2 separate regions of the Mus musculus genome follow, and region 1 is linked to region 2. Evidence: chromatin contacts called from public Hi-C data. All regions are on one chromosome and are shown on one strand. Each heading gives the region's core, a stretch centred on a gene start, on an enhancer-like site or on the middle of the called end of the contact. The rest is flanking DNA. Distances are from core to core; before and after follow the strand shown.

What was found. A called contact is a pair of places that touch in the nucleus more often than the background predicts.
Region 1: a Hi-C map of B cells shows a contact between it and region 2, with 62 read pairs. The contact joins the promoter of Ankfy1 here to the enhancer-like site in region 2. A contact is called at or near these places in 13 of 39 promoter capture datasets (the C10 cell line, the HPC-7 cell line, cranial neural crest and 7 more), 1 of 15 datasets of contacts at CTCF or cohesin (pro-B cells), 19 of 484 Hi-C or Micro-C datasets (B cells, the C2C12 cell line, Sertoli cells and 11 more), 38 of 115 datasets of contacts at active chromatin or transcription factors (the 230-238 cell line, DN3 thymocytes, the HPC-7 cell line and 23 more) and 4 of 9 other capture datasets (adipose tissue, embryonic stem cells, liver and 1 more).

What each region holds. Positions count from the first base shown.
Region 1 is chr11:72,688,239-72,691,462 of GRCm38.p6, reverse strand. It overlaps Ankfy1 (ankyrin repeat and FYVE domain containing 1), which reads right to left and starts at 1,461. Exons shown (of 25, transcript NM_009671.5): 1 at 1,429-1,461. The coding sequence starts at 1,438.
Region 2 is chr11:72,569,125-72,572,048 of GRCm38.p6, reverse strand. Gm51906 (a long non-coding RNA gene) reads left to right here. Exons shown (of 4, transcript XR_003949712.1): 3 at 835-1,232. Among named protein-coding and RNA genes, the nearest start is that of Spns3, 20 kb to the right of the region's middle. Within about 2 kb of position 1,273, at least 41 of the 459 cell types and tissues checked have an H3K27ac peak or open chromatin away from gene starts, as enhancers often do. A contact at or near this core is called in B cells, the HPC-7 cell line, the SCID.adh cell line and 5 more, where this site is marked.

The sequences.
Region 1 (3,224 bases), core at 212-2,711, 120 kb before region 2:
AAACCTCGCTGCTGAGCAACAGGTACACAACATTCCGTGGTGTGCAAAATCATCTAGTTCATTTTTTGAACAGGGTTTCATGCACTCCAGGTAGGCTGTGAATGACCCTAAATTCCAGATCCTTCCAAGTGCTGAATGAAGGAACTACAAGCAGGCAGGCATACATCACCACACCCAGCACTTTCAGTCACTTCGCTTTCTCCTCCTCTGTTGGACAATGTTCACCACCTCCAAGGTGTTTAACAGATAGAAAAAGTAAAAATGAAAACAGAATCCAGTCCCAGCCATGAATCTGGCCTCAGTTCACTTAACTATAAAGGGCAAATAACACACCTGGCAGGCCTACTTCGTGTCACTCTTAAACCTAATTCAAATCTGAGAAGACTACACAAACTGTCACACTACCCAAATCTCAGATCAAGAAATGATGAGTTTAATCAACACTTACCAAAAAATACAAACAAAAGACAAAAACAAAATAGGCCAGGTCTAGATCAAGTAAATCTTCAGCCACTCAACAAAGTCCAACAAGAAGTATTTTTCTCCAACAATGGGGTACACAGGAGAAGCACACCGGCCAGGTCTAATATTGTCTGATCACTACTAGGTAACTCACTATCTCAGGGCTTTCACCCCAACTCATACAGTAAAGCTATGGCAAGCAAAGATCCTAACATTATTCCTTAAGGGAGGCTGCACCTGAGAAACCGGATGCCTTTACCTGCAATGTCGTAAAGTACTAAAAAAGAGACGAAGGACTAAAGCAGGAGGTAAAGGAACCGAAGCCTGGCTTTAGCACACCTCTTTCAAGCAGTGTGACCTTGGTCAACTTCCTTACTGAGGAAACATCTCCTTTTGCCCCTTTGTAAACCTCAGAGAATCTGAGCGTGCCCACATTTGCTAGGGCTGCCAAAAAGCTTAAAGACTATTACAGCGCACGCCCAAGAAGCCCGTCGTCCAGCTGCAGTCCCGGCTCTTCCAAGGAAGAGTCCCAAGCTCTTCCGCAGGCAAGAGATGCACCCTTCCGGATGCAGGACCTGCCATGACAGCAGTTTCGATTTCCTAAGGAGAGGGGCACTTCCCTCCCCGTTCCAGCATGGCTGGCACAAGAAGCTCCTCTACAGCTTTCTCGAGTCCCGCGGGTGCATTCGCTCCCAGGACCCGACCCCTTTCTCGTTCTGAGACTACCGGGATCGGGGTTGGGGGCGGGGGGTGACGAGTGAAGACAGACTGCAGGAGGGGCGTTGCCATAGGAACGGCGCTGAGAACCCCGGCCCGGGGAGCCCCGAAACGCTACATAGGAAGGCTCGCGAGACACGTGATGCACCGTACGACCACAGCCGGACAACCCTTCCAGGGGCTTCTGTGCCCGGCCAGTGGTACCCCTATTGCTTCGCGTCTTCCCGTGCCACCCCACAAAAAACCTACCTTCCGCCATGTCGGGCCCGGCCCTGCCTACAGCCTCGCGATAAATGCCGGCGCAAGGGAATCATCAAGTCTCGCGAGAATGGATGGAGGCGTGGCAAAGGGAGGAGCCAGAGCAGACAAGGGGTGAATGAAAGTGGAGCGGGAAGTTGCTCTAGGCGGGAGGTCCGAGTCCCACTTCGTTTTGGAAGGTTTGACAAGCGCGGACTGGGCTATCTCGTACTCCAGGCGATCGTCAGGGTAGAGCAAACATGGACTATTCTGAGGCAGGGACTGCGGATCTTTAAGTTACTTTGTAACCACGTGGGACGCTGTCCTAATACTTAAATGATAGCATTTCTCCAGGGCTTTGGGAATTTTTATGGCTAAAACCAGACAACTTGGGTTATCAAACAGGCAAACACACTGGTTACAAATATAGGGGTCGCAAAAACTGCAAATCTCTATACAATTTTATGTAAGCAAAATTGTGAGATCCCTGAGGTCAAAGTGGCAAAGCCAAATAACACTAGGAGCTAATAACGGTTGACAAGGCCATGGAGAAGGAATTCAGATTGTAAACCAGGAGCTTAAACCTTTTGTGAATGTGAGAATGATTAGATGATTTTTATAATAGCAAAATAGAGGGCTGACAATCCTAGATAGTATGCCTTTTTTGGCTGTGGAGTAGGTAGAGTGGGGAATTGAGACAGGGTTTCTCTACATAATCCTGGCTGTTCTGGAACTTACTATGTAGACCAGGCTGGCCTGACACTGATAAGAGACCCTAGTGCCTCTGCCTGGAGTGCTGCGATTAAAGGCAAGTGCCACCACACTTGACATAAATACTTTTTCTTGGCCCGGGTAACGAATATGTACTTAGCACACCTGAAGCCTCCAGGTCAACAAAGGAGAATAGAAATAATGCATCAACAGTTAAGTAGTGACTTAGAGAACAGTTAAGATTTTAGGAAGATCTGCCACAGTTAAAGAAAGCATTAGAGGGCAATGAAATGGAATAATGAAGGGATTGAGTTCAGATTATAAAAATGTAAGGGCAATGGTTAAAATTTTGAAAAGGGGACGACCCTGGCTGAAAAACACTTAGAAAATGGAAGAGAAGGACACTTAAATACATTAAGGATAATTATGTACTAAAAACTGATGTTCCGATTGTAGCAGACTACAGTAGTGAAGGAAATAACAGGGCAGTGTTAAAGTAGTGGCCCTGGATAAGCGACATGTGATTAAAGAAACAATATTTGTTAGTTTCAATAGAAGTGCCTGAGCTCAAAGCTTCACTGCCTTGCTGAGGATGGTTCATAGGTGTGTCAAATGAGTTTTTGAGATCTTCAGGTGGCTAGATAAACCAGCTTTGAGCATAAACAGACTCTTCTATCCCCTAAAAATACTCAAGCTCCTAACATTAAAACAACTTAACTGGTTGGAAAGTGCTGTCATATCTGACATCTGTTTGCAGCATGTTTTCTCTTTGCCTTGCTTTGCAAGCCCAGCAAACTTAATCTGAGCCAGGTTTTTTGTTTGTTTTTGTTTTCACTTTTTTGGACAAGTCTCATGGAGTACAGACTGGTCTAGAATTACTGGTCCTCCTGCTTTTCCAAATGCTAGGGTCAGAGGTATCCATGGATGGAGGCGTGGCAAAGGGAGGAGCCAGAGCAGACAAGGGGTGAATGAAAGTGGAGCGGGAAGTTGCTCTAGGCGGGAGATCCGAGTCCCACTTCGTTTTGGAAGGTTTGACAAGGCTCCAACTTGTTTCTAGTTGAGATACTCTTGCCCTGGATTATCCTAAAAATTTGGCC
Region 2 (2,924 bases), core at 24-2,523:
CATACTGGTGTTCATCACCAAGGAAGTCAGGACTGGAACTCAAGCAGGTCAGGAAGCAGGAGTTGATGTAGAGGCCATGGAGGGATGTTCTTTACTGGCTTGCCTCCCCTGGCTTGCTCAGCTTGCTTTCTTATTGAACCAAGACTGCCAGCCCAGAGATGGTCCCACCCACAAGGGGCCTTTCCCCCTTGATCACTAATTGAGAAAATGCCTGACAGTTGTATCTCATGGAGGCATTTCCTCACCTGAAGCTCCTTTCTCTGTGATAACTCCAGCTGTGTCAAGTTGACAGGAAACCAGCCAGTACAGATGGGAAGTTCTTCCCAGTCTCAGGTGGCTTTGGCTGAGGCACCAATTCTCTGGAGCTGCTTGGGGAGGCTGGAGAGAAGGGGCTGACATTGCACAGCTCCTGTGATGGCTGCACACTGAGGAGGTGTCTAGGTGCCACCATTTTGACAGGTCCTGTGGGAACATCTATGGTGACTGTAAGCTAGGGCAGAAGGGTGGGGGGACAGCAGCTGCTGCTTTGATTACTTTTGTAGCACACTGCTTTAGGGACTGCAGAACCAACTCCTGAACGTTGTCCTTTGCCTTGTACTCATACACTGTGGAACGTGGAACACACACACACACTTTACATTTAAAACAACAACAACCACCACCATAGCAAACTAAAGAAAACCCTGAGACCCCAAGTAGTTGATCATAGGGTTTTCCCTTCATGGTTGGAGCCTATAAACTCTGCTGGTTTGCAACTTGGCCCACAGCCTCTTGGCATCTTAGTTGATAGTAGCTTTTTGGTTTGTTTAAGAAAAACACATTTCTCTCTTCTAGGTGGAAGGTTCATCATATGAGGATTGCTTCTTCCTCATCATAGACTTTACAGTATGGATGCTGTGCCCTGTCCTACAAGGTTCATGTGGGTGAGCACCAGTAGCCTGCCCAGGAAAAAGACACACTCCTCACTACCGGAAGTGGGGTTGAAGAAGGCCTCTTCCTTTTTTCCAGCATCCTTAGTCCCAAGTCACACTGATATAAAGGAGGGTTCTGAGCTTTGGTACTGAGGCTACTCGTGCCCAATGTATAGATGGAAAGACAGAGTCTAGCCTGGGTCCAACCTCTACTTCAGCGCCTGGGGAAAGCTGTCGTTCTAGACCCCCACCATGTAGCACACACCGTACCTTCAATTTCTGGAGCACGTCGAAGTGCACTGACCGCGGATCAGCAGGCCGGTAGGTTTCTGTTTTCTACTTAGTTTTTGGTGCCATCTGGTGGCCACGGTTCATCATAGCTCTGATTTGCTTCAAAGGCTTCTGACAAGCAAAGCACCTAGGCAATCATTTCCTTTGTCATCTTCCCATTTTGTTTGGGAGGTTCGGAAGACTTCCGGAAGCCACACCCACTTCCTATGGTCAGCGGGATCTAGCGCTGGGATGGACTTGCTAGCAAGCGACCATGGCCGTACTACGACATCTGCCTTGCTTTTTCTTTTTCTTTCTTTTTTGTTTGTTTTTGAGACAGAATCTCTCTCCCTCTCCCTACCCTCCTCTCCTGTGAATCTTCATGTGCACATGCACACGAACACACACACACACACACACACACACACACACACACACACACAGAGGAGTGCATCCCTAAAATAAAATAAAAAGTAAATAGGGGCTAGTGAAGTAGTTTAGTGTATAATATCAAATATGAGTCATTTTTGTTGAAAACTGTAGAACTTGTGTTTGGAACAAAGAAGTCAAAGCATTTTATCTCTCCCACTTTGTAAGCAGGGGTTATATATCTTTCCCACCTCCTCTCTCCTATCCCCCACCCCTGCCAGTTAAACCTTTGTTAACACAGAGGGCCCCTGTTGCGGTTCAGTAACCTGATGACCTGGAGAAGTGACCCTTTTCCCCAGGGAGCAGTGACCTCTTTCATTTCCTGTACTTACGCCAGTTCTTTTCCTTTCTTTTTCGACAGGGTTTCTCTGTGTAGCCCTGGCTGTCCTGGAACTCACTCTGTAGACCAGGCTGGCCTCGAACTCAGAAATCCGCCTGCCTCTGCCTCCCAAGTGCTGGGATTAAAGGCGTGGGCCACCACTGCCTGGCTATGCCAGTTCTTTTCAAACTAGCCAAATGAATAAGACTGTGCACTGGGCAGGTGAAGAAAAGACCAACTCACAACCTGCATTAGAATAGAAATCAAGGGCATTTCCTGTCTCTTTGTGCTCACTCTTCCGAGCACAAAGTAAAGTTTCAAGAGTAAAGTTTTGCCGTGTCCGCTGGAGTGGTGGTCTCTTTCTTTGCGACCATGAGCTTATTTCTATCAATTGATAAAGGCATTTATTTGCTGCCAATTGTGATGATCTGAGACCCACACGGTATGAACTCTCACAAGTTGTCCTCTGACCTCCACACACATGGCTGAACGTACATATATGTACACTCAATAAATGTGATTTGAAAATGGTAATGATAAGTTGTGTTGGGTCTCAGAACTCAGGTTAAATGGCTGACAGAAGTGCCTAATAACATAACAAAATGCCTTTAATCCCAGCACTCAGGAGGCAGGTGGATTTCTGAGTTCGAGGCCAGCCTAGTCTACAAAGTGAGTTCCAGGACAGCCAGGACTATACAGAGAAACCCTGTCTCGAAAAACCGAAACAAAAAACAAACAAACAAACAAAAAACAAAAACAAAAATAACATACCAAAGCAGCTGCTGGCCTGCCTTCCGAGCATCACCAGTTATCTGTGCTCCTCCCAGCATTTCTCGCTCCGCCCCCTACCTTAAACCCCTCCCTCCCGGGGGCTGGGATTCTGCTTCCCTTCCCCTTGCAAGATCCCTTGTAACAGTGGTTTTGGCTACTCCAATCTGTCAGCAGCTCCTCTCTTGCTTTCCCTCCTCTCTCCTCTCATGGTCTAGCTTAGTCGG